Linked DNA regions of Mus musculus: all the other regions are linked to region 1. A link is a contact called in public promoter capture Hi-C data. All regions are on one chromosome and are shown on one strand. The core of a region is the stretch at or near the end of the contact, and the rest is flanking DNA. Distances in the headings are between cores, read along the strand shown. Region 1 holds the start of Uri1 (URI1, prefoldin-like chaperone). Region 2 holds the start of Gpatch1 (G patch domain containing 1). Region 3 holds the start of Cep89 (centrosomal protein 89). Region 4 holds the start of Nudt19 (nudix (nucleoside diphosphate linked moiety X)-type motif 19). Region 5 holds the start of Rgs9bp (regulator of G-protein signalling 9 binding protein). Region 6 holds the start of Pdcd5 (programmed cell death 5). Region 7 holds the start of Dpy19l3 (dpy-19-like 3 (C. elegans)).

Evidence for each region. Promoter capture Hi-C pulls out the DNA fragments that hold promoters and counts their contacts. Capture Hi-C pulls out chosen DNA fragments and counts their contacts.
Region 2: a contact with region 1 is called in a promoter capture Hi-C map of hippocampal neurons, with 4 times the contacts expected there. The contact joins the promoter of Gpatch1 here to the promoter of Uri1 in region 1. A contact is called at or near these places in 4 of 39 promoter capture datasets (cranial neural crest, frontonasal cranial neural crest, hippocampal neurons and 1 more).
Region 3: a contact with region 1 is called in a promoter capture Hi-C map of liver, with 3 times the contacts expected there. The contact joins the promoter of Cep89 here to the promoter of Uri1 in region 1. A contact is called at or near these places in 2 of 39 promoter capture datasets (the HPC-7 cell line and liver), 1 of 484 Hi-C or Micro-C datasets (CD4 T cells), 3 of 115 datasets of contacts at active chromatin or transcription factors (astrocytes and embryonic stem cells) and 2 of 9 other capture datasets (adipose tissue and liver).
Region 4: a promoter capture Hi-C map of liver shows a contact between it and region 1, with 5 times the contacts expected there. The contact joins the promoter of Nudt19 here to the promoter of Uri1 in region 1. A contact is called at or near these places in 8 of 39 promoter capture datasets (the 3T3-L1 cell line, the C10 cell line, cranial neural crest and 5 more), 3 of 115 datasets of contacts at active chromatin or transcription factors (astrocytes, embryonic stem cells and large pre-B cells) and 2 of 9 other capture datasets (adipose tissue and liver).
Region 5: a promoter capture Hi-C map of adipose tissue shows a contact between it and region 1, with 4 times the contacts expected there. The contact joins the promoter of Rgs9bp here to the promoter of Uri1 in region 1. A contact is called at or near these places in 7 of 39 promoter capture datasets (cranial neural crest, embryonic stem cells, frontonasal cranial neural crest and 4 more), 1 of 484 Hi-C or Micro-C datasets (B cells), 6 of 115 datasets of contacts at active chromatin or transcription factors (astrocytes, embryonic forebrain, embryonic stem cells and 3 more) and 2 of 9 other capture datasets (adipose tissue and liver).
Region 6: a contact with region 1 is called in a promoter capture Hi-C map of hippocampal neurons, with 11 times the contacts expected there. The contact joins the promoter of Pdcd5 here to the promoter of Uri1 in region 1. A contact is called at or near these places in 6 of 39 promoter capture datasets (the C10 cell line, cranial neural crest, embryonic stem cells and 3 more), 1 of 484 Hi-C or Micro-C datasets (CD4 T cells), 5 of 115 datasets of contacts at active chromatin or transcription factors (astrocytes, embryonic midbrain, embryonic stem cells and 1 more) and 2 of 9 other capture datasets (adipose tissue and liver).
Region 7: a promoter capture Hi-C map of pre-B cells shows a contact between it and region 1, with 5 times the contacts expected there. The contact joins the promoter of Dpy19l3 here to the promoter of Uri1 in region 1. A contact is called at or near these places in 10 of 39 promoter capture datasets (the C10 cell line, the HPC-7 cell line, cranial neural crest and 6 more), 1 of 484 Hi-C or Micro-C datasets (CD4 T cells), 2 of 115 datasets of contacts at active chromatin or transcription factors (acute myeloid leukemia and large pre-B cells) and 1 of 9 other capture datasets (adipose tissue).

The regions. Positions count from the first base shown.
Region 1 is chr7:38,017,449-38,021,495 of GRCm38.p6, forward strand. Uri1 (URI1, prefoldin-like chaperone) reads right to left here and starts at 2,104. Exons shown (of 11, transcript NM_011274.5): 1 at 1,662-2,104. The coding sequence starts at 1,772.
Region 2 is chr7:35,316,463-35,320,509 of GRCm38.p6, forward strand. Gpatch1 (G patch domain containing 1) reads right to left here and starts at 1,978. Exons shown (of 20, transcript NM_026181.1): 1 at 1,879-1,978. The coding sequence starts at 1,951.
Region 3 is chr7:35,395,027-35,399,073 of GRCm38.p6, forward strand. It overlaps Cep89 (centrosomal protein 89), which reads left to right and starts at 2,037. Exons shown (of 19, transcript NM_028120.3): 1 at 2,037-2,180; 2 at 2,964-3,070. The coding sequence starts at 2,142. Faap24 (Fanconi anemia core complex associated protein 24) reads right to left here and starts at 1,741. Exons shown (of 4, transcript NM_178643.5): 1 at 1,187-1,741; 2 at 211-350; 3 at 1-101. The coding sequence starts at 1,292.
Region 4 is chr7:35,553,799-35,557,845 of GRCm38.p6, forward strand. It overlaps Nudt19 (nudix (nucleoside diphosphate linked moiety X)-type motif 19), which reads right to left and starts at 2,130. Exons shown (of 3, transcript NM_033080.2): 1 at 1,356-2,130. The coding sequence starts at 2,006.
Region 5 is chr7:35,583,449-35,587,495 of GRCm38.p6, forward strand. Rgs9bp (regulator of G-protein signalling 9 binding protein) reads right to left here and starts at 2,134. Exons shown (of 1, transcript NM_145840.3): 1 at 1-2,134. The coding sequence starts at 1,772. The coding sequence ends at 1,059. Ankrd27 (ankyrin repeat domain 27 (VPS9 domain)) reads left to right here and starts at 2,799. Exons shown (of 29, transcript NM_145633.3): 1 at 2,799-2,921.
Region 6 is chr7:35,645,780-35,649,826 of GRCm38.p6, forward strand. It overlaps Pdcd5 (programmed cell death 5), which reads right to left and starts at 1,703. Exons shown (of 6, transcript NM_019746.4): 1 at 1,527-1,703; 2 at 365-402. The coding sequence starts at 1,592.
Region 7 is chr7:35,752,058-35,756,104 of GRCm38.p6, forward strand. It overlaps Dpy19l3 (dpy-19-like 3 (C. elegans)), which reads right to left and starts at 2,397. Exons shown (of 19, transcript NM_178704.3): 1 at 2,198-2,397; 2 at 558-699. The coding sequence starts at 660.

The DNA of each region.
Region 1 (4,047 bases), core at 854-3,353:
CATGTTTCAAAAATTAAAAAGTTGACTGATAATATAGCTCTCCTAGAACCATAATAAATAAAAATATAAATCAATAAAAGCAAATACGTCTTGTGATTTAAATTAAACTAGGTTAACTTTTAAACTCTCATCTTTAAGAACAAGTTTAAAATCCAACAGTTGTATTATGTATTAGGGAAAAACGGGGAAAAATATATATATATATAAAGCAGCAGCAGCAGGAGCTAACCAAAGTATGAAAGACTCCTACAATCTGTTAACAGGTGGTTTCTAAGCCAAAAGGGATTTCTTGGGACCTAGGAAAAACTTTCATATAGTTAACCTCAGCAATTTTTCTAACCACATTTCATGAAAAGTTTTACATAGGTATATGAATAAAAAGGAGTTTGGGTTTCATAGCAAAAATTCAAGCTTACATGAAATAGGAGCTCCCAAGATCCACCCTTAACTGAGGAGCTACTGGAAGTTGACAACAGCTAAGGGACAAAGACTGACACATGGGATTTGTGGTGCCCGTGCTCCTTGGATGGTTCTATCTAACACATATGGGCAAGCACTAGCTGGACTGAGATATTTAAAAAAAAAAAAAAAAAAAAAAAGGACATGAAGTTGGAAGGGGGATGTGTGGGAGGGAAAGGGAGTTAAGTTGAAGGGACGAAATAGATTTAACTGACTGCATGTACAATTCTCCAGGAGTAAATTCCAAATAAATAACATAAAGTTTACACGCAAAAATATTTAAATATAGAAAAATAGAGCTTCTCAAATGTTTATGCAACTTCCTAAACCTTTATTAATACCTCACTCTGGCAACAGGACATGTGACGTTTAAGCAAATTAAATGTCGCTTTTCAAAGAATTTCAAGGCACGTCAGGAGAATCAACTTGAAAACCTACAGAATCCACAGGACAATTTCACATTTAACAATCGAGCTGTAGTTCTTAACTACATAACATTTCCTTATAAAAAAAAATATATAATAATTCCCATTCGGAGATTCTAAGCATTCTCCTCTCCTCTGGTAGATCAAAAAAAAAAAAAAAAAGTGGGGAAAGCCTTGTTTAATAAAGGCTTGAAGTTAAAATTTAACAAAGGCCTTCTCTCTTGTCGACTACTAAACCTAAGAGCTGGATTGCACAGGAAGTGCATCATCACCAACGTAGTCAAACTTGGACGCTCAATCAAATAAGGATATCTCGTGTGTGTGTGTGTGTGTGTGTGTGTGTGTGTGTGTGTGTGTGTGCGCACGCGCGCATTGTACCAACGTTTAGATAATAAATAGCTAAGGGGTAAAAAGAGTGACCACTTCTGTTCACAGTGTAATCCCCGAACCAAAAAGGAAAAAAAAAAAAACACGTATTTTTATTTAGTCCCAACAATTGCTCTCTCAGTTCAGGGTCAACCGATTATCCTATCCCCTGCATCCTCTGTATTCCCCACATCCCCGCATCCCTTCCGGGGAAGGTCAAAGGGCCACCGACAAAAGACAACAAATGCACGTGACAAAAGTTTCTCCCGTGGTCCCCGCGGCCCGAGGCTGCGCAGCTCGCGCGTGGGGATCTCGGTTTCACGCAGAGGGCTGGCCGCATTAGAGGTTGCTCAGAGTGTCGCGGCCACATGCGGAAGCCGGCCAGGGCCGGAACCAAGCGCGGCCTGTTACCTTTTCCTGCTCCTCGCGAAGCCGCGCCACCTCTGGTGCGCGCAGCGGAGCGGCGGCTGAGGCCTCTGCAAGGGGCTGGGGCTCGGGCTCGGGTTCGGACGGGGGCTCCATGCCCGGCGCCGCAGCCTCAGCGAGGCGAACAAGTCCTAAACAAGTGTTTATGGAGACGGCGTGGCCGGCGGATGCCCAGCGCCCGCGCGCTCGCCCTCATGCACTGCACGCCTCTCTCTGAAGAGGCCGCGCTCACTTTCGCCGCTGCCCCGGGGGCCGCCGCTCGCGTCCGGGCTACCCGCGGCCGCATCTCACACGCGCATACCGCCGCCGCCGCCGCCGCCGCCGCCTCGGAGCAGCAGGCCCTACACCAGGCGCGCCACGCTCTTCTCCCGCAACCGGGCCCAGCTTAGCGTCCCGCGACTGCCGCGCCTCCGCGCACGCCCCGCCCCTCGCCCCGCCCGCGCAGCACGCCGGGAAGCTCTCAAGCTCCGCCCTAGGGGGCGGGGCTATGGCGGGGACAGGGCCTCCGGGTGGGGTGGAGGCTGAGCCGCTCAGGACCCCTGCACAGGATGAGAGGCGGCGGGATAGTGGGTCCCAATTCGCTTGGCGCTGCCTGTGGTGGTAGGAACTTAATATGAGCACTGAGACTGTTTCATAAGCTCATTTAATTTTATCAAATTCAGCTGTTTCCCATGCCTTTTAATGAACTAATGTGGTTTAATGAGCTAAAATGCACAATATACAACTATATTTTTGCGTATGTATTAATTACTGTACACATTACAATTTTCCTTACATATATTAAGCTGCAGTATTAATATTACTATGTTACTACGTATGCACTGTGTAGCACATTTTTCAACAACAGCTGCTGCCCTATCCCATGTATTTTATAATTCTGGTGTTTTGTTTAACAGTGGGGACCAAATGCATGGCTTTGGACTTGCTAGACAAGCACTCTACCAACTGAGCTAAATCCCCATCCCTGTTCCACTCAGTATTTTAAAAATTGGAAGCTGGAGCAGGGAGCACACCTTTAATCCCCAACAGTTTGAAGGCAGAGGCAGGAGGGTATCTGTGAGTTTGAAGCCAGCCTGGTCCACATAGCAAGTTCCAGGCCAGCCTGAGCTGAATAAATCTCTTGGACTCACTTCCTCCCCCTAGCCCTTTGTGCAGCCTCTGTTTGTGGCAGTCCTCTAGTCTACCTTGTGGCCTTGTCCTAACTCTATCCCAAGCCCGGACAATAGGCATAGATCCTATTACCTCAGTATTGTGTGTATAGGAACAGGCTGGCAGGCACCTGCAGAATTCTGGCCCTCTGTGGGTCTGTTTGCCCCTATCTTCCACTTCTGTTCCAGCTCCCAAGTCCACATCCATCCTTTGATCACTTGCATCAAGAAAGAAAAAGCAGGGACGATTGGGGAAGATGGTAAATATGAATTTCTCTCCCTGCAGATGCAGCAACCTCTGAAACACAGTCAAACTCTGAGCACTCATCTTGCCTCCCGCCAATAGCAGCATCCCTGACTCCTAGGGCACCGCAGAAGCTACTTCTCTAGTGCTGGGCTTTGAATATGAACTGACCCCATGTGTTTCAATACTTGGTCCCTAACAGGTAGTACTAATTTGGAAGGATACTTAAAAATTAGGATGTACCAGGCAGTGGTGGCTCACACCTTTAATCCCAGAATCTGGAAGGCAGAGGCAGGCAGATCTCTGAGTTTGAGGCCAGCCTGGTCTACAGAGTGAGTTCCAGGACATCCAAGGCTACACAAAAAAACCCTGTCTTGAAAAGTGAGGGGGTGGGGAATTTAGTATGTCGTTTAGAATGTAGAACCTAAGTGGAGGAAGTCGGTCAGTGGGGTAAGTCTTTGGTATAGCATCCCTGGATACTACCTGTCACTCTCTGCCTCTTGTTCAGCTGTGAAGTAAACTGAGGCAGGCCATGCCTCCCTGCCATAATACACTGAATCCTCTGGAATGGCATTCCCTACAGAAAGTGATCTAGGATAGATTTGTTTATGTTTGAGTGCATTTTTAGACATGTATCAAGCAAAAGCAAAAGAACATGTAGCAAGAAGCAGATAGAGAACAAAATAAATCAGGCCCTTACGACGTCTAGCAGAACTATCTAGGGTAACCAGAGCGGGAAAGCAAGCAAGAATAAAATCAGCAGCAAACAGCAGACAGATAACATCAACTTGAGCACTTACAACATGCCCCAGAAAGACTGGGCTGAGTCTGTCCAAAAGGCTGGAGCTCTGTTTGGGATGTTTCCAGCTAGAGCAGAGAGTTCACCCCACCAATGAGCTTCCTATTTCTCCTCCCCACCTCGGGCAGTCACAGGATAGACGATAGTAACTTCCATTAGAAACGGTTCGCCTTCTATCTG
Region 2 (4,047 bases), core at 728-3,227, 2.7 Mb before region 1:
GTGAACCACCATGTGGTTGCTAGGATTTGAACTCAGGACCTTTGGAAGAGCAGTCAGTGCCCTTACCCGCTGAGCCATCTCACCAGCCCCCCCCTGGCAAACATTTCTAATGATTAGAACTGCTTGGGCTGGGGATATAGCTCAGTTGTGGAATGCTTGCCTAACAAGCACAGCTGCCTGAGTTTCACCCTCAACACCACACACACGGGGCAGGTAGCACACACAGGCCTGGGGTCCCAGCACTTGGGAGGCAGAAACAGGAGGACCAGAAGTTCAAAGTCCGTCTTCACCACACAAAAGTTTGAGGCTAGCTTGTGCTGCATGTGACTCTGTCACAGAGGAGCTGTCTAAGACATATGTGATATGTGATGTGCAAAGCTGTAATCCCAGGACTGGGAAGGCTAAGAAAGGAGCATAGTCCTGAGTTTAAAGCTAGCCTGGTCTACATATTTGATAAATAGAAGGCCAGCTTGGACTATATAGAAAGACCCTATCTTATACCCACTCCTGCCAAAAAATAAAAATAAAATAAATTTTAAAAAGGCAGTAAGAGCTAAATACCTAATAAAAAATGGAACAAAACAAAACAAAAAAAAAAAAAAGGCAGTAAGAGTCTCAGTGAAAATGTCTCAGAGGTATAGCCAACAGGTCAGGATGGGAAGCAGGAGGCGGCAGTGGGGGGAAGCCTCACCAACAAAAGTCTACAGGTAACTTCTGGTCCACCACTGTGACTCCTCTATCTTCCCCACAATGTTAGCACTCCCATCAGCGGTATGGACACCCAGTAGATAAACCTAGTCATTAAGTGAAACAGACCGGAAACGCCACAGAGCCTTGCTTCATCTTACCTTCACCCCTGTATTTCTGTATTTCACGAGCAACTCCAGTCAACACCGGTCAAGTCTGCTCCATGCAAAACCTACTCAACAGCTGTTGCTGCTAACTCTCCAGTCCACACAACCACAGTCTCCCTGCTTCATTCCTGCCCACCCCCCAAGGAAACTACTCTCAAAATTAAAGCAAACATAATGTTAAAACATGCATCCTGCCAGGCATGGCACTACACACCTTTAACACCAGCACCTGAGAGGCAGAGGCTGCTAAAATACTGTGAGTCCAGCCAAGTGGAGCTAGCAAGGCCCTGTTCCCCCCCCCCCAAAAAAAAAGTAAAAGGGAAGAAATGCATTTCTCTTTGTGTAAACTGAACCAATACCCGTAGTATAAGAGCCAAACTCCTGGCTGGGTGTGACGGCACACAGCTGCAAACCAAGCACATGTTACACAAGAATAGGAGGATCAAGAGTTCAAGTCCAGTCTGGGCTATAAAGTGGGGTTTGATGTCAGCATGGGTTACATGAGACCCTGTCAGAAAAAGGAAAGATTCCAATTCTTGGGGTTGGATATGTAGCTCAGTTGTAACACACTAGCCTAGAATGCACGAGGTTCCCTCCTCAGGGACACACACACTCCAGATTCCTTACCATGGCAAGGGCCACCCACACGAATCCTGACTATCCCTAGACTGCTAAGCTGTCTGCCACTTTAAGGGATTTCCTATCTCAAGTGTTTCTCCCCAGATTTTCCAGGTCTGGTTTCTTTTACTTTCAAGGACGGGTGCAAACGTTGCCTCGGGACAAGAGACTGACTGACCGCCCTCCATCATACCCATGTTGCCTAGTCATTCCTGCATCTCCCAGCCCTCCGCGTCCTTCTCTGCCCCCCGAGAACGCGGCGCCCAAGTGCAGTGCACAAGCCTCTCCAGCGTGTTCCCTGTGCCCACAGCGAGCGAGCCCAGACCCAGGACGAGATGTCGCTGTCGCCCACGTGCTGGACTCTCAGCCTGCGCCCTTCAGACACCGCCGGCCATCGGACCCGCACCTTCGTCCAGAGGCTCCAGGCCCGTTCCATAGCTGATCAGATCCTCGTCGCTGTCACTGTCCAGCGCCGCCATCCTGCTCCTTCCGGGCTCCGCCCCCTCGCTACGGGAGCCTCTATAGGCCAAAAACATTCAGTTTCGCTTCTGTGAACTGGAGCATTCTATAAAGACTTGTTTGAGGGGGAAATGTCACCTCCTCCTCGCAAATCATAGTCCTATGCAAGTCCGACTGCAGATAAGATTTGTATCTGTGCCGGGAAGTGATAGCGCACGCCTTTAATCCTAACAGTCAGGAGGCAGAGGCAGGAGAATCTCTGAGTTCGAGGCCAGCTTGGTCTACAAAGAAAGTTTCAGGACAATGAAAGCTACACAAAAAAACCCTGTCTCGTCTCGAGAAAAAAAAAAAAAGAAGAAGAAGAAAACGAAAACAAACAAACAACAAAAACAATATTGGTCTCTGTACACCCCATCCTGGCTCTGCCATGCGCCTGAGTACTGGAAGGACACAGCGATAAGATGCTGGAAACCAAATATTCGGACGCAGGGCAGAGTCTCTGTAATTCCGTACAGCCAGTCCTGCGACTGGCTCCTTCGCCCCTGCTTAATTGCCTCAGCCAGCAATAAGTGCCAACCCGATCTTCCACCGGTCCCAACCAGCTTCCGGAAAAGTGCTTGCCCAGTGGCCACTGTCTGGCCCTCTACACCGGAAATGGGAAGGAACCAACAGGCAGATGTGTCTTTAGTGCACATCGTATGAATCGGGCCACACACACACTCACACACAATATACTTGTCATCTTTATATTTGCAAAAGTGAGGCCCCCTCCTAGACTTTTGGAAGGATTTGCCGACCCTGAGAATATCAGAACCCTGCACGCTAAGGAAATTGGTGAAAGACAAGAAACAAGATATCAAGCATGGATAGAGAGCTGGACATCAGCCTAAACTACACAATGAGACACTATAATAAATAATCAAATAATTAGAAAAGAGAGAGAGAAGCAGACCAAGTGGGCTAAGAATGAGAGGTCCTTCAGAAAATCTAAGGTACAGACATCTGCCAATGGGCGCTGTTATCTCACTTCACAAGCTTGGCCAAGACGTGGGGGGGCGGGGGGGGGTGTGATTCAGCCTGGCTTGGTGACTCACACTTTTAATCTCAGCACTCAAGAGGCAGAGGCAGAGGCAGAGGCAGAGGCAGAGGCAGAGGCAGAGGCAGAGGCAGAGGCAGAGGCAGAGGCAGAGGCAGAGGCAGAGGCAGAGGCAGAGGAGGCAGAGGAGGCAGAGGCAGAGACAGAGGAGGCAGAGGAGGCAGAGGAGGCAGAGGCAGGGGGATTTCTATGAGTTTAATGTCAGCCTAGTTGTCTAAGTGAGTCCAGGGCTGCCAGGCCTCTGTTACATAGAGAAAGTGTCTCGAAAGCAAATAAACAAACAAACAGATGGTTGTGAACCACTGGGAATTGAACTCAGGAAGAGCAGTCAGTGCTCTTAATCACTGAGCCATCGCTCCAGCCCCTTCCTTTAATTTTTGAGAAGCTCATAACAATGCAACAAAGCAGCAATGCCCGCTGATCATAGCCACTCCCAATGAAGCCTTTCTTACCGCCCTTGTTGGCTTACAGACAACTCTATGTCCCTCCCAACAGTGACCTAGCAATAGCTTGCTGTCAAGGACTACTCCCTACCCACACCCCTCCTCTCTCTCTCAATCTCAATCTCTCTCTCTCCCTACCCCCATTCCTACCCCCGTTTTTTCCTCCTTTTCTCTCTCTCCCTTTCCTCACCAATGTTCCCACATGGCCTCTCTGTCCTCTATCCCAGCTTTCTCTGTCCTTGTGGCTCCATCTGCCTCTGCCCCTTCTCCAGGTCCCTGCTCCCCCCCCCCGCCCCCCCCTTCCCTTCCCCCACAATAAACTTTCCGTATACTATGTCTGTGATTTTTTTCAGGAGGACACCTTGGCATGGGCCTGCCAGGTACCGCATTATATTTCATGACACCCTTTCCACTCCTGCTGATGTCCTTCTGAATTAATTCCTCTCCTACTTTCTCGTGCATGCATGGGTGTGTGTGAGTGTGTGTGTGTGTTGTACAGTCGCCACAGCTGCCATGTGTTCCTGTGTTTGTGATTGCAATGACCCTGTCCTAGCCAGTAGACAGTATTTCAAGACAC
Region 3 (4,047 bases), core at 787-3,286, 2.6 Mb before region 1:
ACCATCCCAAGGTCTAGCACAGTAAACTTCTGGACTGCTGGGAAATACTGTTCACTCATCTGGGTCTTCTCAACTATTATGATCCCTTGAAGATGTGAGGACTTCAAAAGAGAAGAACACAGCTCTGGTAACACAGTTCAGAAAGCTATCACTCAGCGCTTGGGACGGTTGAAGAGAGGGGATGCTAGATTTTAGCACCTCGGTACTTACATTTCTAAAGCGAGCGAGTCTTTTTCTGTAGCCATGTCCGGCCACCAAATCTGCTTCAGTGACATAGAGAATGCAAGATTTGCTAGACAGGTAAAAATCTGCTGATGCCAGGCCCTCCTCAAAAATGAGTCTAACTTTTCCTAAAAAACAGACAAGAAAATTCGTTTTTAGAAATTTCAGGTTAACAAGGCAGCAACAATTGAAATGTACTTTTTGTGCGAAGATTCATTTTTTTAAATGTGTGTATATGTGTGTATGTGTGTGTTCGTGCATGAAGGTACCCTGAGAAGCCATGAGAGGGCATCAAATCTTCTGGAATTGGAATTACAGGCAGTAATGAACAGCTCAGTGAAAACAGATGGGGATCTAGCCATCTCTAGCCCCCACCCCGCTTTTTGTTGGTTTGAGACAGGGTTTCTCTGTGTAGCCCTGGTTGTTCTAGAACTCACTCTGTAGATGAGGCTGGCCTTGAACTCAGAGATCCTTCGGTCTCTGCCTCCCAAGTGCTGGGATTAAAGGTGTGACCCACCACCACCTGTCCTAAACCTCCTTTTTAATAAAATAAAACCCAAAGATTTATATGTAGGTTTTGCTCGCATATGTCTGTGCACATGTGCAAGCCTAGTGCCCCCAAAGGCCAGAAGAGGGAGGAGTCTGACTCCTTGAGCCACCATGTGGGTGCTAGGAATTAAACCACGATCCTCTGTAAGATAAGCCAGTCCTCGTAACCACGGAGCTCTCTCTCCAGTCCCCTTTCATTTTAGTCTATGTAACTATTTTGAGACAAGTTCTCATAGCCCAAGCTGGCCTTGAACTTGCTATGTAGCCCCAGGCTGGTCTCTAACGCAATGATTCTCCTACTTCAGTCTCAGGAGTGCTGGGATTGCAAAGGAACATCACCATACCCAGCATTTCTCTCACTCTCTCTTTTAACGTGCTGGGAAGAAAGGGGTATGACAGAAGACAGCTCACTGACCTTGCATCTCCTGAGCCAGTTGGGACCCGCGCCATTTTTCACTAGCCACAATATGTCCTAGTGGCACGTGGACCGGACCGGTCCCATCAGGCGGGTTCCTTTCCATCCGTGGTTTTGGTCTAAATGAGGAAAATGCAAGGTCTCACTAGAGCAGGCGCTGTTGCACACAGTTCTACACGAAGTCGGGACCTCTTTGACAGGATCTGTAGAGTGGATTTTCAGGCACTGAGCTACTTCAACCGAAGTCTGAATTCAAGAGATTATTTATTTTCAAAATAAGACTGGGTCTTCTTATCACGCTTGGCTCTGTACTGATAGTTGACTCCAGCTGGACTTGAACTCAGCAGCCCAAGTGCTAAAATGACAGCCGGGCGCCACTACCCCGAGCTAAACCCGGGAGATTTCTGTTTGAGTGACTCCGTCCCTCTTTGTAAGCACCTCCCTTAGCTCTGGTGTCCTAACAGGACGCTTACGGTGGCTCTTCCATTCGGTCCCTGTCCTTCTATTCGGTTCCTGTCCAGGGCTACAAAGGCAGGGAAGCTCACTGCGCCGGGGTCTAGAATCTCCGTGGACCTCACCTGAGGCCCTGCCACTTCCGGGTTCCCACAGCCCGGGAGCCCTCTTTAAAATTCTGACCGCCCTGGCCAGCGTTTTATTGGGTGATAGGTAAAAGATGGGCGTCTACTATAGCCAATAATCGAACGGAAGTCTCAGCTTGCTTCCTCTCTGGCTGGAATTTGAATGACGCCTTGCTGGGTTGTCAAGAGCAACGGGTGGCAGTAAAATTGACTCTGATAGGCTGAGACTCAAAACAGAGCCAATGTGAGACATGCTTGTTGTAAAGTCGGGGGTCCGCGGGAGCTAGGCTGTGGGGAGCTGTGCAGGCTGCGGGGTCTACCTTCCAGCTAGTCCAGCGCCTGGCGGCTCAACCCGCAGCCCTCAGCTCTCAGCCAGGATGCTCCTCAGCTTCCGCAGGAACCGCCGGAGCCAGTTCGTGAGTAGTTCCAGGCCTTCGAGTGCGGTTAAAAAAAAAAAAGATTTATTTATATGAGTGATCTATCTGCATGTATGCCTGCATAGCAAGAGAAGGTGTCAGATCCCATTACAGATGGTTGTGAGACAACATGTGGTTGCTGGCAATTGAACTCAGGACCTCTGGAAGAGCAGACCATGCTCTTAACCACTGAGCCATCTCTCCTGCCTTCATGTGCAGGTTTTAAAGACTGAGATAGGAGCGAGGCGGGATCGCTATCAGGGAGCATTAAATTCCAGAAACCCAGACTAAATGTTCCAAAGAACCCTTCATGTCCAGAGCCTGCCACAGACAGGAATCTTGGCCTCCCTGTCAGGATTCTCCTCTTAGCCGGGAGTTCACTCCTGTCTTGGAGAAAACTTCCCCCATGAGTTGATTCCTTTCCTATTTAGGGTATATTAGCCCAGCTCACTTAGTTAATCCTCTCTGGAAAAGCCCTCCCACAGACACCCAAAGGTGTGCTTCATTACACGGTAGGTATAGATTAGCCCAGTTCAGTTGACAATTGAAATCGGTCAGGAAAGCTGCCGTGAGCAGGGAGGTGTGAATGAATCGGATAGCCATGATGGTGTGCCCCAGTGAGTGCCCTTGCCTCACCAATGGGGATTGGGAACAGCGGCAGGTGTGTGTGTAAAGACTCTTGTGGGGCCGGATCCCTAGAGTGACCTCAGTTTGGGAGGTGATGGTGGCCCAGGAGCAAGGTGATCTTCTCCCGGTGACCTGCCTTGGGTTTCATTTGTGCAGAACCACATCATCCATGGCTTCCTCCCCGCAGCCAGCATCGCTCCGAAGCCAGCGGTGCCACGCACACCCCCTCCTCGGAGCCCCAACCCTTCTCCAGAGAGGCCCAGGTAAGTCCCAAGATGAGCAGCACCGAGGGTCACGCCCGTGCTTGACCATCAAGTCCTGAATCCTGGAACTGATCACACTAGCCAAAAGGCCACAAGTAGAGGGCTAGACTATTACGCTCTGTGGTTACCTCTGCTCAGAGATGCACTAATATGGCTTCTCTGAGCATCAGTGGACTTGTCTGGGGTGTGGTACCTTCAATGGAAGATCTCAGATTTCAGGATTGGGTACAGTTGGTGCCTACTAAATATGAAGCACCAAATTTAAGTTAATCCTTCCATCCATCTTTCCTTCCTTCCTTCCTCCATTCCTTCCTTCCATCCTTCCTTCCTTCCTTCCTTCCTTCCTTCCTTCCTTCCTTCCATCTTCCCTTCCTTCCTTCCTTCCTTCCTTCCTTCCTTCCTTCCTTCCTTCCTCTTTTCTTCCTGGGAGTGGAAGCCAGGGCCTGTGCATGCTAAACATGTGCTCTACATATCTCAGCTTAGTGTCCATCTAGGTTATCAGTACTCTTAGGAAAACTGCACAAAAATTTCTTTCTAGGTACAATTCTGCCTTAAAAAACAAACAAATAAACAAACCCAACAACAACTACTACTACTTTGTGTTAAAAAGAGTGAACGTATTCCTTGCCAGATGGTGTTCCTAACCACCTAGTGTTCAGTGTAGTAGACAGCCAACTCTCTTTTCATTCCTTTTTTTTAAAAAAAGATTTATTTTATTTATATGAGTACACTGTAGCTGTCTTCAGACACACCAGAAGAAGGCGTCAGATCTCGTTACAGATGGTTGTGAGCCACCATGTGGTTGCTGGGAATTGAACTCAAGACCTTTGGAAGAGCAGTCAGTGCTCTTAACCACTGAGCCATCTCTCCAGCCCTCTCTTTTCATTCTTGGGATCGCTGTCTGTATCTGCCAAGATTTTAGACACTTGTAAACTTTAGACTTATTTGTTTCCTATAGGGTCTTGCTTTGTGGCCCA
Region 4 (4,047 bases), core at 880-3,379, 2.5 Mb before region 1:
AACTATCAACATAATAAAATAAAAAGGAAAAAAATTCAAAAAAAAATTAAATTAAAAAAAAAAGGAAAAAATTCGCTTTATAGTTAGTTACTTTTTATTCATGTATTTTTGCCTGCTTAGAAATCTGTACACCAGATGAGGGCCAGAAGGGGGCGTCAGATCCTCTAGTACTGAGGTTACAGGCAGCTATAATGCTTCCAGAAATACTATTTACAGTTGATATTTCATTTAAAAAAAAAAAAAGCAAACTTAAACAATTGAGCTGGGTGTGGCAGCACACGCCTTTAATCATAGCATTTAGGAGACGGAGGCAGTCAGAACTCTGAGTTCAAGGTCAGCATGGTCTACAGAGTCAGTTCCAGGACAGCCAGGGCTACAGAGAGAAACCCTGTCTCAAAAAAACACAATCAAATATTAAAAAGCAAAAAAACAGCCATTGAGTTTACTCAATTGGAATACTGAGAGGAAAAGGTTGAAATGAGTGAACGAGGCATCCAGGTCCAGTGGGAGGCCAAGCTGTCCAACATATGTGTAACTGCAGGTACAAGAAACAGGGAGTGGCGCGAGAGACTGGCTCAACTGAGATCTGGAGAGGAAGCATCCCGCAGAAGGCCTGAGTTCAGTGCCCAGCACCCATTCAAGGTAGCTCACAACCTTCCTCAACTCCTGCTCCAGGTGATTAGACACTTCTGGCATCAATGGGCACCTGCACTCACGTGCATATACTCTCACACCAGAACACAACTTAAAATAAGTCATTTTGTTTATTTTACAAAAAGGAAAATAACGGGCAGTTGAAAACATTTTTTTGCATAAATAAAAGATGAACTTGAAGCGGTGGCACACTCAAGACCTCGGGTCCTAGGCCTGAAGCCTAACTAACTGTGCCTGGTGCATTGCAAGTGACACGAAAAAGAAAGGGAGGGAGGGATGGAGGGAGACAGACAGACCAACTCGCGCGCGCGCACACACACACACACACACACACACACACACCTACCACGCGTGCGCATGCAGAGAGAGAAAGGGGTTAGAAAAAGGAGAAAGATGGAAAGGGAAAGGAGAGAGAAAGCGAAAGACGAAGGAAACGGGAACAGAGAAACAGGAAGAGATGAAGAAGGAAGAAGAAAGTTAATGACTGAAATCCTATAATGTGTTCTAGAAACCCGAATGAAAACGATTTAGGGCATGAAGTGAATTGGGAAGTGTCCAGAACAGGCAGTTGGGAGCATTGCCGCGCCCCCGCTTAGGGTGAGAGTTGAGTCCTTGAGAGCCTAAAGCAAGGTCACGCACGTGCGCCTTTGGTCTGGGGTAAGGCTCAGCGCATCCCGGGGGGCGGGTCCCGCGACCCCTACCTGGTAGCCCACCACCTCGGCCACGTCGGGCTCCACGCGCGGAATGTCGCGCAGGCAGCACAGGAAGAAGGTGGTGTCGAAACGGCGGATGGTTCGCCCATACGGGGTGAGCCATCCGCCCCAGTCGTGCAGCGCCCAGATGTCAGGCGTGCAGTCTAGGTGCGCACACAGCTGGAGGAAGCAGCGCGGGTCACTGCGCACGCGCGAGCGCCATTCGGCCAGGCCGGCCGGAGGCGACAGCGCCTGACTGGGCTCCTGAGAAGCTGGAGCCGCGTCCCGCGGCCGCAGGAGCAGCACCCCCGCCTCCTCGAAGGCTTCGCGGATGGCACAGATGCGCAGCGCTACGTCATCGGGCAGCGCCGCGGGGTCCGCGTCGCCGTGGGACAGCCCGGGGAAGGGGGGTTGCCGAGGGGGCTCCGGGCCTAGGCCGAAGCGCGGCGGCGTGTGCCGAGGCGCGAACAGACGCACCCAGTCGGGTGAGCTGTCGGCCGCGTCCAGCACGCCGCCCGGGAAGACGTGCGCGCCGGGCAAGAAGCGCTGGTTTTGTGCTCGCTGGAGAAGCAGCAGCCGGAAGCCGGCCGGGCTCGAGTGGGTCCAGCCTGCTGCCAACATCACGGTGGCTGCCCGCCGCCAGCTGCTCGAGCTGCTCATGGCCGGCGTCCTTCAGATCCCCCTTAGGAAGTGGCCGGGTCGTAGAGTGGTGTCCAGAAGCCCTATAAATGTTGAGGGCCTGAAAAATCCGGCCTGGCGGCTTCCGGAGGTTTACTTGTGGGAGGAGCGTGATTCCCGCGCCAGAGCACCTCCTCGAATGCCCTGCGCTTCAGTCAGGGTCATTCTCGCCCTGTCACAGCCCTGTCACAGCTGCTGCAGTCACCAGCCAGCCTCTGGGAGCACGGGTGCCAGTGTGGAGTGGAAAATAATTTCTAGTTGTGAACCTTTCCCACTAAACGCAAACGACTAGGACTTTGTCCCCTACGCTGGCCTGTTGCCTGTATAGGAGGTTCCAAGGTGTCTGGAGCTCTCTTGAACCATGCTAATAAACGAATGGGTGGATCAGATGCCAAGTTAGACTAACTACTCTGTAGTTTGAATGTCTTTGGCTAGTCCCTGTCCCTTGGGGTAGTCTGTCTTAAGTTGTAGATGTTGTTATTGCCTGAGCACCTGAGGATCAGGGAAAATTATCTTAGTGTGATTAGTTCTCTTTCTACGTGGGAGATGTTTAATCCTAGACTAGCAATGCTTCCCCCTCCTCTCCAACCTTTTTTCCTTTTTTCTTTTTCTTTTTGTTTTTGTTTCTTGTTTTGTTTTGTTTTGTTTTTAGACAGGGTTTCTCTGTGTAGCCCTGGCCGCCCTGGAACTCACTCTGTAGACCAGGCTGGCCTCGAATTCAGAAATCTGCCTCCCAAGTGCAGGGATCAAAGACATGCGCCACCACTGCCTGGCTTCCTCTCCAACTTTTAAGTGGCTGGAGGACTTGCACTTCTATTTTGTTTTTTGGAAACAGCTTGTTTCTGTCTCCCTTTTTGCAGCTCTCTCTCAGTCACCAACTCTTGTAAATCCCATCCTAACTGATCACATATTTTTAGGGTTTCGGATGAGTTAGGCTGTATTCTTGGGGCTATAGAGATGTTTTTTGTTAGTTTTGAGAAAGTATTATTATGTAGTCTTGCTTTTTTGGGAACTTGCTATGTAGACGACCAGGCTAGCCTTGAACTCACAGAGATCTATCTGCTTGTCTCTGCCTCCCCAAGTCTAGGACTAATAAAGGTGTGTGCCAGCCTCATCATTTTGCAGTTGACTTTGGTTATTTTTAATGTTAACCTGTCTAAAGATGGAGCTGTCTGTGTACTTACTGCATCTCCAGAAACAGAAAATGGGGCCACAGGTTGAGAAGTATCTGCCCTTAGTAAGATAACCTGCCGCCGCCGTCTATCTGTGAGCCAACAGACTACCCTTGTCTAAACTGATGCTCTTGGCACTGACACGGGAAATTTGAGCTGAAATTTATTCTAAATCTATTATAGAGCCCAGGTGTCATTATGGGAACTTTTTTTTTTACACTTATTACTTACTTATGCAAGTGCCATTGAATGCATGTGGCGCCCAGAAGACAATGTATGTCCTGGGTCATCAGGTTTAGCTGCAAGTGCCATTACCTGCCTCCTGCCCCTTCCCCCAGCCATCTCACCAGCCCCCTACATTAAAAAAAAAAAATCCTCTTTCCTCCAAGTGGTAACAGGATGATTCCCGTGTCTTTAAAGGACATACTGACAACTGTACAGTGACTCAGATGTGTGGGCCTGGCCTGGAGGCTATAGAATGTACTAGGCAAGAAACAAAAGCTTCAATGAAAAGAATGGTAATAGAATAGGAAAAGGGGACTGGTTTAAAGTGCATTTGGGAAATAGACAACACAATGTGGTACTTGACTGACTATGCAGAGCAATGGATAGGAAGGAGTTAAGTTCTGACTTAAGAGGCTGGTGACCTTCCCAGAGTGATAATATTATGTGTGAGACACTGCAAGCTTTGTCAGTATACTTGTGTAATACTTGCCAACGCCAATAAGGTTAAAAAGTTACTACTACAGATGCCTAACCTGTTACACAAGAGATTAAACTTTTTCAGGAAGGGCACATTCACTAAAATGGCTCTGTGGTTTTGTGACCCTTAGTGTTTGGTTTGATAGCAG
Region 5 (4,047 bases), core at 884-3,383, 2.4 Mb before region 1:
GTGTACGCATGCGAGTGTTTAAAGCTCTTTAAATTCCAAATTAAAGCTGTTACATTTTGAACTCAGCTGCCAGGCTCACAACCCCTGGTTACTAGTGATACCAGCATCGCCCTTCCCTGTAACATGGGGTCAGACAGTTGGGCAGCTCTCTAGAAAACTAGCGTTCCTATTGGCTATCGAGTAAATTCCAGGGATAGATAGGATTAAGAGCTTCAAAGAGGATTCCCCAGCCCTCCCTCAAAGGAGGGTCAAACACTGTGGTCTAATTCTGGGATAAAGTAAGCCGGTGAGAAGGAGAACGTGCCTGTTTACATAGCCGTGTGGCCCTTCCCAAAGCAGCACCATCCTGTCCCTCCCCCATCCGGGGATGAGTATGGAGCGGTCTTCTCTTGAAGCAAGTGTGCAGAGGATACACCACAACCTTCTTGGCTGTGACCCTAAATGGGGTCACGACACAAAAACCTCTCATAGCTGCAGCTCCTGGTGACTAATAGGCAGGCTCTGCCAAGTGCAGTAGTGTATCACAGAGAAAGCACTTTGCACGAGCCTCTATCCGTACACACTCCCAAAGCCTAGGCCCCAAAGGATTAAGGTAACAAAACCCACGCGCATCTTACTGCAACTGGTTTCTTGTCTAGGGAACAAAATGTCTCCCTCCCCCACCACCACTATGCTTGATACAACCCCACACCTTAACAAAATTGTCTCGTCTAAAACAGAATGAGTGCTACCAACCAGCGTGAGGGCACCAAACTTGGGACATACGTCTTAACCCATCAAACTCAGAGGGACCTGGGGTCACTGTGGACCGATTTCTATTAATAGGAGGTAAAGCTCCTACAGACATTAGAGGTAATGGCCTGGCCGCCCTGTGCTGTTAACTCCTCTTGGGCCAGCATGTTAAAAAACAAAACACGTTTTGCCCAGGCAGAGGTGGGCTTTGAAAGGATCATGTTCATATGCACACATTCAGGCTCACTACCTCTCTCCTTAACGGTTCAAACCCGAAGCCCATGCCCTGGAAAGAAAAGGGGCAGCGGACGACCGTTGGATATCAGTCAGCTCAGCTTTGCCACACATAAGGCGAGGGCCACAGCCACCAACAGCACGGCGCTGAAAACGGTGGCAGCCAGGGCCTTGCTGGGGTCGCAGGGGCCCGCGCGCTCCTCTACCGAAATGCCACCGGCTGAGGACGCGCCGGCACTGGCACCGGACAGGAGTTCGGCGCCTGCCGCTTGTCGCGCCTGTACAGTCCAGCGGGGCACGTTGACTTTCATTTCCATGTCGTCAATCATCTCGCCCACCTGGAGGACTTCGCGCTCCAACTGGGGCAGATCGGCGACATCGAAGTCGCTCTCCGCTTCGTGCCGCAGGCTGCGGGCGCTCAGGGCGCGCGCAGCTACAGCAGAGGAGCCGCCCGTCACCCCAGTGCGAACAAGTGGCCGGCGCGGCGCGTGCAGCGGGAAGGTGGCTCCCAGCGCTAGTGCGCGCTGCATGTCGGCTTCGAGCAGGTCCAGGCAGCCTGAAAAGGCCACCCAGAGCCGCTCAAACTCCGCGCGCTCCTCGGTAGCTAAGCTCCGGTCCCGGAGCGCGACGGTCAACCGGGCGCCGGTGGCCACGGCCAGCTCCCGCGCCTTCTGGCGGGTCTTCTGCAGCTCTTCGCGTAGGTCCTGAGTGTCCGCGGAGCCGCCCACAGTAAGCACTAAGTGATGGTAGCACGCTGTGGTCTTGTTGAGCGCGTCCAGCAGCGCCTTGCACTCCTCTCTGGCCATGGCGCTGCCCTCCGGCGGTACCCTACTTGCAACCTTCAACGTCGTAGGTCGCCTCCAGCCCTGATGCCAGCCTTGAGCAGGGCGGACTGAAAGCTCCTCATGTCCTCGCCGCTGTTCTCAACAGAGCTCTCCAGGGACCCTTGAGGTGCGCCTCCGGCGTCCCCACGGCTGGGGTAGTCTGGTTAGCTTCTCCCCATCCGCTCCTCCATTTCCCCCAGACGCGCTCCGGGTCACGCGTAGTGTCTTTGCACCACTTTCTTTTTCACGGCGGCTCCCTGAGAAGCCCAGAGTGAAGACCCCATCCTTGATCGACCCCAAGTCTCCAAGACGAGCCGCGCGCCTTAGCCCCGGCCAAGGGCAGCAGGATCCAGTTTCCTAGGACACGCCTCCAGCCACCAGTCCAGGCCCGGGGCTTCCTCCGCCCGCCCCCCCCGCCCCCTCCCCGCCCCCGGGCCAGGGGTAGGCGGGGCCCAGCCCAGGTAGATCAAGTGTGGCTTTCCCTCTTCTCCCTACCATGATAATTCTGGAACCTTAGCGCCCTACAAATTCAAGGTTTTTTTTTTTCCTACTTTGCAGACGAGGAAAAGTGAGACTCGGTAGAAAGAATGCTTAGCTTATCGCAGCCCATGCTAGTGAAGGGAAAGGACCAAGGGACTAGACCCTGTAGGCAACAGAGTAGGGTGGCTCGGAAGTCTGGGCACCTCCAGTTTGCATCACCAGTAGCACGGGCGATCGACCGGGTAGGATTGTTACTTAGTTGGAGCTCTCTTCTTCATCACAGTCTAACCCCATTTCAGGGGCCCAGCTTGGACCCCACCCCTAATATCAGATCTTCCTTAGGTCCCGCCTCTCGAATTCTGGGCACGCGCACTCCCTGGTTCTGGGCGGGGCTAGCTTGAGTAGGAAGCGCGGAGTCGCCTGGGCCCCACCTCCGACTGAACTAGACTTAATGATTGCTCTGTTTACGTGTCAGTCTCGACTAAAACGACCTCTTATTGGACAGACTGGAGCAGGGTTCCGCCCAACGGCGGAGTAAAGAGGTAGGCTGAAGAGTGGAGCCACCGCACCCGGGTGGTGGGCACTCAGGTCCCAGCCCAGGGTCCGGGAGGTGCTGTCGTAGCACAGAGGTGAAACTATGTAGCCTCTTAAGTAAGTGTCTTCTGCGGGTATCCTCCAGCGCCTCCCTACTCTGGGGAACGCCGAGGTCGGGCGGGGCCTGGGAGAGGAAGGGGGAGGGGTTCCCTGCACTGAAGGGGAGCCCCAGGCTGGGCTGATGGGCCCCAGGGGCCCGGACCCGTGGCGGGCTGAGCCTCCCAGCTCTCCCGTTCCTCTGCGGTCCGCATCGCGGCGCGCACGTTGTCCACTAGGTCCAGAGGGATGCCTAGGCGGCGCGGAGAATGCATCTGTTCCTGTGGCACCACGGCAGGCCTGGGTCCCCCGGAGCTGGGACTTGGGGCAGTGGGCAGAGCTGTCGCTCCCAGGCCATGTGGCCTGGGAGGTTTTCCGGTGACCAAACTGAGGGAGGAGGCTGTGTGTTCAGATCCTGGTCTAGGCCAGCTGATTGAGTTTCCGCCGGGGCTGAAAGTGGAAAGGGTATCCCTGCCTGCTTTACACGTGGCGAGGTCCTCTCGTCCTGTATGTAGAGAAGACTTATGGAAAACTCAGGTACCCAGAGACGTACAACCACACAGAGTGTGTTCGGTTTCTTGGTTGAAAACGGACTGCCCAGATGCGCGCGCGCCAGGCGGTGCCCCTCCAGCCTCTCCTCCAGCTCCAGGGGACCTGGACACTCAAGGCGGGGTGGGTGGCAGGGGAAGCAAGTGACACATCACCATCTAGGAGTGAGAGGCTTGGGATAAGAGGGCTAGTGAGACTGGACAGACAGAGTTCTCAGTGGCTGGGATTTCTGTTTCATTCTGTGGAGAGATGCTCCTGTTTACATCAAACACTGTAAACTTCCCATTGATCCGGAGCGAAAGCAGCACATAGTAGGGTTTTCAGAGTCCCCCAGTGCAGGCCGTGGTGGTGTGTCAACCGACAGGATCTAGGGCCCTGAACCCCAGTACTTACTGTCACTCAGGGGTCTTTCCTTTAGCCAGCTCAGCTGTCGGTTTGCATTCAGAATTTGGATATTGTGAGACTTAGCCATTCTTGGGGCAGGGCGGGGTGATGATTGCAGCCACGCAGGAGCCACCCACCCCCATGGGTTTTGATAGGGGACTAGGTTTGGGGACCGAATGGGTGGAAGGAGGGAGAACCCATCCCTTTGGGAAGC
Region 6 (4,047 bases), core at 453-2,952, 2.4 Mb before region 1:
GGTGTGAAGTAGTCACGTCAAATGCATGCTTGAACTTGAGTGAAAGTGCTCTGCCACGCGCAGGGGTAAAACAGCAGAGTAAGTTAGTGTCCACGGACCGCTCACGGGGAGGCCTTGGGTCTAGAATCCCTATGAGGTTATTTACTGTTGGGCTTAGGCAGAACTTCAAAGTGAGGTCTTACTGGAACTCCGTGGGTATTTACTGAATCAGACTAAAAAGGGAATTACCTTCAAGCAGGCTTAGTAGAAAATCACTAGGTTCTGAGATTCACTAAGAGTCACGGACCAATTCCAACTACTAAATAAAAGCCAAAAGCTCAATCTATGAAACCACTCTTCCAGAAAGTTCTAGTTCCAGCCCTACCTTTGCTTTGCTTCCTGTTGGGCTGCATCACCAGGATCCTGAAAAAAAAATAATTTTTACCTTTTAATGGAGTGGAACTTCAAAAGAAGAGAGAAGAACACATGGGTCAGGGAAAGGTGGGGTGAGGCACATTTGTCACCATAGTTAGCACTTAGGAGACACAAGAATCTCAAGTTACCGGCCAGCCTGGGCTATAAACAGAGACCGTATTCAAAATAAAGTAAAATACCAAATAAATGAAAACAAAAATAAAGGGCTTATTCGATATTCTTTCTGCTATAATAGGTTCCCGAGGTGGAAACTGGACCTCACCAAAAAAAAAAAAAAAAAAAAAAAAAAAAAATCAATAAGTCAGTTTCCATTTGCAATGTTGTGTTCGTTTTATTAAATAAGGGCTGAGGGTGGAACTCAGGGAAGAGAGGGTGTTGTGTATGCTAGGTAAGCACTGTGGCCCAGGCTAACCCCCACTCCCAGCCCCACATTTCCCAAGCGTCTCAAGTCACAATCTAAAAGAATGTTTGAGAACGCACACATTCCTGAAAAGGCCCCGGTATCATGGAGCCCTATTTTTAACCAGTGAGAAGACTGGAAAAAAGAGACCCTGGCTTGGCACGAAAGATGCTGGCTCAAAGGCTCAAATGCTTGCCACTGAGGTCACCCACCACCACTAGCGTTTGTCCCAAGGCAAGTTTACAACCCGCTACTCCCTCCTAGCCGGCACCGCAGGGGCTGAGCACCATCTCTGGAGTCCGCGGTTCGACTCCCGCCCGGGGAGGCGCTGTCAGAGCGGCGTCCTCCGCACCAGAGCTCAGAGGATCCCCCTCTACACAGCGCGGGCTTCCGGTCGGCAAGACCCCCCCCAATCCGAGGACACCCCAATCCCGGCGAGGATCGCCTGAGGCTCGACGGCAGCGAAAACCGAGACTTGGGGGGTGGGGTGGGGGGTGACTCGAAGGCGCGCACACCCCAACCCGCACAAGCCTCACGCGGGACCCTACGGCAGCCGAGGAGGCGGCGGTGACCTCCGGGGACACCCCCATCCCCGTGGGCACACACACGTTGCCATGGGGTACGCGGAAGCCGGGGTCCCACGAGCAAACGCCGAGAGCCTGTGCCTGGGGCGAGGGCGTCACCTCGCCCGCCCGCCCGCTCGCTCACTCACTCCATGCTTGGCCTGCAACTCGGCCAGCCTCTGCTTCCTCAGCGCCTCAAGTTCTTCGTCCGCCATGGCGCGGCTGTCCCACGTCGCGCAGGCGCAGCGGCCGTCGGGGGTCGCGCAGCCGCAGCCGCCCTCCGGTACACTCGGTTGGAATCGCTTCGGCCGGAGACTCGAGCCCGGCGCCTTCGACTGCGCAGACGCGAGTGATGCTCAGGCATCAAAAGTCGAGTGCCGAGTTGGGGCTGCCGGGCCTCGGCCAGGGTGCCTTGCAGAGGACCGATCCTGCGATGGGAAAAGGGGCAGAACCTCTAAGAGGGCGCTTGTGGGTTCCCAGGCTCTGAACTGCGCGTTAACACGCCCCACCCTAATGATTCCTAGGACTGGCAATGGCGCAGTTCTGCAAGGTGTAAACTCCTTAGTCGACGCCCTGTCTGCTTTACCCCAACCCCCAAGGGCCTTTGCTGAGAAGATGCTGTGTGTGTGAGTGTGTGTGTGAACTATGGCAATACACACACACACACACACACACACACACACACCCTGATTTTGGAGTGAGGGTCCCAGTAAGGGATGGAGTGGGTGGAAAAAAAAACTGCTCAATTCTCCAATCCTGTGACTTGCTTATGGTATATGTATTTTAATTTTTCCAAATACATCTAACCATTTTCATTATATATATATATGGAGGTAAGGGATGAGTGAGCCTGAGGAGACAAACATTGGACCCCTGGAGTTGGAGTTCCAAGCAACTGTGAGTCACCTGATATTGGGTTGAGAATCGAATTCTGGTGCTCTGGAAGACTAATACACACTTTTAACCACTGAGCCATCCCTCTAGCCCATATACCTACATCCACCCTGTTGAGCAATGGCTACTCTCTATAAATTTTTCATCATTACAAACTGGCACCCACTCACTAAATAGAAATTATTTATTATCCCTGGTTCCCATTACAAAACAATGTTCTGTCTGTATAAAATTGCCTATTCAAGCACTATTTATTTATGGCTGGCATATTTGACCAATCATATACCACCTTCAAGTTTTTTATCCATGTTGTACCATGAGACAGAACTTCATTCTTGATTGGATTTGGTGGGTGTGTGCCTTTAAAGTCGGCCAATCCAGGGGCGTCTGAGGCAGGAGGATCTGGAATTGAAGACCAGCTTGCCATTACATAGTGAGACTTTGGCTCCAACCAAACAAGCTCTCCCCTCCCCCATTTCATTATTTCCTGGCTGAACATATTTACTGTACAAAGCACATTAGATGTATTCATCAGTTTAACCTTGTTCACTTTTTGCTTAGTGTGAGTAAAGCCACTATCAATGCATGTGTTCAAATGCCTGCCTGCAATCCTGCCTTCAGTTATTTTAAATATGTATCTATGGATGGAATTGCTGTGTTAGGGACTGTGGTGGTTTGAAAGAAAATGGCCCCCAGAGGCTCTTAGGGAGTGGCACAGTTAGGAGGTGTGCCTTGTCGTAGGTGTGTCTCGGTTGGAAGGAAGTGTTTTTCTGGGACTCTGAGGTTTCAAGTGTGCTCACGCCATAGTGTTACTTTCCCTGCTGCTCGCCTATTGATGCAGAACTCTCAGCGACCTCTCCTGTACCATGCCTGTCTGCACTACACCATGCTCCCTGCCACGATGATGATGGACTAAACTTCAGAACCTATAAGCCAGCCCCAATCAAATGCCTTCCTTTATAAGAGATGCCGTGATCATGGGGTCTCTTCACAGCAATAGAAATCCTAAACCAGACAGTTGCTTTTCTACTACTGTGATACAATACCATGACCAAGGCCATTAATAAAAGAAAGCTTTTAATTTGGAGCTCACAGTTCCAGAGAATTAGAGTCCGTGACCATCATGGTGGGGAGTATGGTAATGAGCAGGCAGGCATGACAGTGCAACAGCAGCTAAGATCTCACGTCTTGAGACAACTACTATTTTGAAAATTCAGAGCCCTAGTGACACACCTCCTCCAAGGCCACACCCCTCCAAGGCCACACCCCTCCAAGGCCACACCTCCTGTAAGGCCACACCTCTTCCAAGGCCACACCTCCTCCAACAAAGCTACAGCTCCTAATCTTTCTCAAATGCCTGTGTCAACCTCTCCATAGTTCTAATAGCATCTGAAACTCAACATACCCGTAGTTAACCCTTGACTTCTTCATCAGCTGTCCCTTCTACTTCTCCTTACTTTGGTAAATGTCACCGTTTATTAACTAGGTCAGAACACAAGCACCTGGACCTGAGGAAATGGTTTAGGTAGTAAAAGTGCCTGTCACCTAAGTGTGGTGACCTGCATTAATATCTCCTCCCCTCAAAAGCCTATCTGAATACAGCCTAGCATCCCAACCCTGGGGAGGCAGACCCAGACAGTCTGTTCAAAGTGCCGCTCTTCAGGTTCATTTCAAGACCCTGTCTCAAAAAATACAGTGAAGAATGACTGAGGAAGACATCCAATTGTTAACCTCTGATCTCCATGTGCACACATATCCAAACACACAAGTACAGTC
Region 7 (4,047 bases), core at 1,147-3,646, 2.3 Mb before region 1:
CTTTATGCTCACTAAAAGAAATTTGGCCACATTTAATTACCTAGCAACTGCTCAACATTATATAAACAATTCACCAAGTTCTTTTTTCCTTCCCTTCCTACCCACTGCCTAAATAAAGAAAAAGAGGTAACTTCAAGAATTTGCCTGAATACAAAATGTTAAATCTCTTTTTCAAAGGCTTTAGTGAAATGAGACTAAGCCAAGATGAGGGTACCTGGAAGGGGCAGCACACACGCGCAGGGCACACCAGACAAGGTACCCGTCGAAAGAGACAGTTGGCTAGGGCAGGCAGAGCATCTCTCTAAAGGACCTAATGACACTGCCACTGTAATTTAATCAACACATAACTTACCAAGGATTTCTTCTCATCAAAGCCGTTTTACTGATTACAGCTGAAAAGCCAATATAATCAGAGTACAGTCAGAATTTCTGGGTGCTGGAACAAGTGTCCTTCATACATCGCACCAATTTTTTTTTTTACCCTATTAGATCGTGACATATGTTAATACGCAGAAGGAAAAGTAATCCAAAATACTGCTTTAGTTCCAACCACCTACCAGATGGCAATTTCTTTTCCAACTTCACATCTTCTTTTGGTGATGGAAAATCCTCAGAAACTTCTATGGGTTTTGTCTCTTTTCTTTGCCGGATGTACATCATGATGTCAAAGACTCATACGCATTGTTCTTCCAACCACTCCTACAAACAACATCCAGATGAATGCCCCATGGAAATGTCAGCACCCACTTTACCCAACACACCCTTATGTGCTTAAATGGCCTGTCTTAGCCTGCTGTCCCCTGCTCAGCAGACCCTCCCAAACAAATCTTAATCAGCCTTTAAAGATACAACACAAATGTTTAACTAAACCACATTGACGAAGCACCTTTCCTCCAGCAGGCACTGCCAAGAGGGAGTGATACAGGTAGGGATACAGGTGAGCCACGTGAAGATGCCCAGGACTTCTTCCAGGAAGCCATCTTGGATGCTGCACCCTTGTGATGTTTTCCCTCCCTGATTCCGTAACACTAACTGTGGGATTTGTTGCGTGACACAGTTTTACATTATTTTCTACAGTTCCTACAGAAAGTAGTGGGTCTGATTTATTCCCACAGAACTGACCACGTGGGAGGGATTCCTAGTAAACTTGTGACAGCCAGATTTTGAAGAACTGAAACACTGTTTCTGATACCTGAATTTTAGCACCTGTGTTCTTTGAAAAAAAAAAAAAATCCCTGCTAAGCTTTATGCCTGGATGTCAAAGACAGTAAGACAGTGCGGGGCTGTGCCAGTCAGGGTGGCTGCTCTCTCTGGGGAGCAACTGTGGGTGTAGCTGCGGGAGCAGTTACCTAGTTTGGAAGCTATGAGGGGGAGGCGGGGGTGTGGTGGTGGTGAGTAAGCTGGCTTCAGTCCCCCGGGAACATCTTGCCTGGTTCCTCTGACTAATGAATAGCGTTTTACTAATTATCTATTAAAGATGAGGAGTAGCCAGACGCGATTGTTTCGGCAGCTAATCCAACCTGCACTCTAGTTACCAAAGTCTATGTTTATCTAACGGAAAGGCTCTTGCTAAATACAACAGAGGAAGCCAACACCACACAATGCTTTTGTTAAGATTCATTCATTCAAAAATGCTCAGACTGAACACAGACTCAAATGCAGTGTGCTCAAAAAGCACAAGAAACGGGGGGGGGGGGGGGAGAGAAGAAATCTTTTCAAAGTCTTGCAGCCACAGCTGGAATCCTGTCCCCTCTTGAGGAGTTATACCCTCCCTGCTAGCCCTCGGCGGGTTAGGGCTATACAGGGGGCCCACCTTACATCTACCCTGAGCCTGGTAAAGCAGAAAGTTAACAAACATGCCAGGTGCTAATTACATTTCCCGTCTGCATGGCAACAGCCTCCCCAACTAGGAAACAAAAAGTTGCTCCGGCCAGCCGGACTCAAAGCCCTGCCAGACATTAGCAAAGAGACCCTAAGGCAATTCCTGGACTACTGACCAGGACGCGCGCCACTCCCCCGCACCTGGAGCCACTCCCCTGCGCACCTGGCGAGCCCACGCGAGGACCAGGTGCTAGCCGGCCCGGGGAACCTCGCGACACTCGCTCCCGCTCTGAGACGCTCCCTCCCACGCCCCGCCCACGTGTCCCGTAGACACTGCGCGTCCAGTCCCCTCGCGGCCCGACCCCCAGCCACAGACCTGCGGCCTCAGCAGTCCTCAGGGGCGGCTCGGGTTGGCAAAGAAGCACCCCGAGCACCCAGGCCTTAGGGACGCGCCCACTTCACGGGCTACAGCGAGGTGAAGACTAGGAGGACCCAGCTGTTCCCGGCTCTGTGCGGCGCGCTGCAAGGATGGGCCTGGGGGGCGTCTACAGCCCGGGGAAGGGGCGCGCCGGGGAGGCCGGGCCGCTACCGCTGCATTCATTGGTCCCGGCAGCTGTTCGTCAACGCAAGGCCCCGCCCCCGCCTCCCGCGCTGCCCCGCCCCGTCTCGTGCGGCGCACACCGGAAGGAAGAGGTACACTTCCGCTCAGAGGGCTGTTTTGGGGGTGTTAGGCTCCGAGGCAGGTCTTAAGCTTGGCTTGTTCCTGTGTTCGGAGTCCCTGGTGCCCCGAAGAAAGGTTACCCAGTCTCGGGGGACCTTCCCAGCTCTACCTCCTGCCTCCAATGTCCGGCTATATGCACTTTCGACGTTGTTTAGTGATAAAATCCGCAGACACTTTTGGGTCTCCAAAGACATGCCTCTCAGTCCCCACACCCCCAACCCATCCACACCCATCCTCCCGCCGCCGCCGTAGTACTGCTCTGGCCTTTGTTGTTAATTCTCCTCCTTAACATGCACCTTCAGTATTGAGTCCTAGATGTTCCTCTTATCTTTAAACTGCTTGTCAGCATCTTTTCCCTCTCTTTGAGACAGGGTCTCACTTTCTAGCTCTGGCTGGCCTGAAATTGCGTGTGGACCAATTTGGCCTCACGTCTGCCTCTGCCTCCTGAGTGCTGTGACTAAAGGAAGGTGTGCGCCAGACTGAGTTTTGGTAGTGGATGGCCCACTGAGATCAGTACCTACGAAAAGGCAGCCTGTCATCTAATTCCAACAAAAATTGTTCCATACACCCTGCCTTTCTTAGCTACCTGTCCCTGATAGATCTTTTTCTCTTTTGGTTGTCGACTGTTAATACCAAGAACACACTGCTCAGAATGCTTTATTAGATAGCCCCTCACCCCACACCTACTTAAAGTGATTTGTGGAACATGTAACTGGTGTGAGGCGCATGTCCCTGAGGGGAACAGTATTCAGCTGCTGCTTCATGTCTGTAACACGAGGCAAGAACTGTCATAAGAACGTCGGGTCGTAGTGCTTCTCATAGAAAGTGGGTGCGCACTAAGAGTAAAGTCTGAGATTTAAGGTCTTAGATGGCGCTCCTGTAGTCCTGCTGAGGAAGGAGGCTGCCGCAGGAGGATGACAAGTCCAACTCTTGCCTGGGCCATATGCAGAGACATAGAGTACTGGCTTGTCACAAGCATGCAGCAAGACGATGAGTTGTAGTGAAGCACGATAGAAAGGCAAGGGAAATTATGGAGGAAGGAGAAGGAATTTCCCCCATTCCACTGCAGATCTAGATGAACCCTCGCCAGCTGCAGGCAAGGATCCCAGCACAGAATACTTGCTGTAAAGTTTGCTAACAGAAATGATGAGTTCCTCTCATGGATCTTATGTTAAACAGGGTCTGCTTTAAGGCCCGAGTGTACTTGACCTTTGGGCCTCATTCCTTTCCCCCCCAGATTGGAGTTTCAAGGGCGATGCTTACTAACCTTTATTTACACTAAAAATATCCTACCTTAGGGCTGCAGAGATGGCTCAACAGCTAAGGGCTGCTCCTCCAAAAGACCCAGGTTTGGTTCCAGAATCCATGTGGCAGCTCACAACCATCTGTAACTCCAGTTCCAGGGCATCTGATGCTCTCTTCTGGCCTCTGTGGGCATCAGACAGGCATATGGTGCACATATATACATTCGGGTAAAACACCGATACACATACAATAAAAGTCCT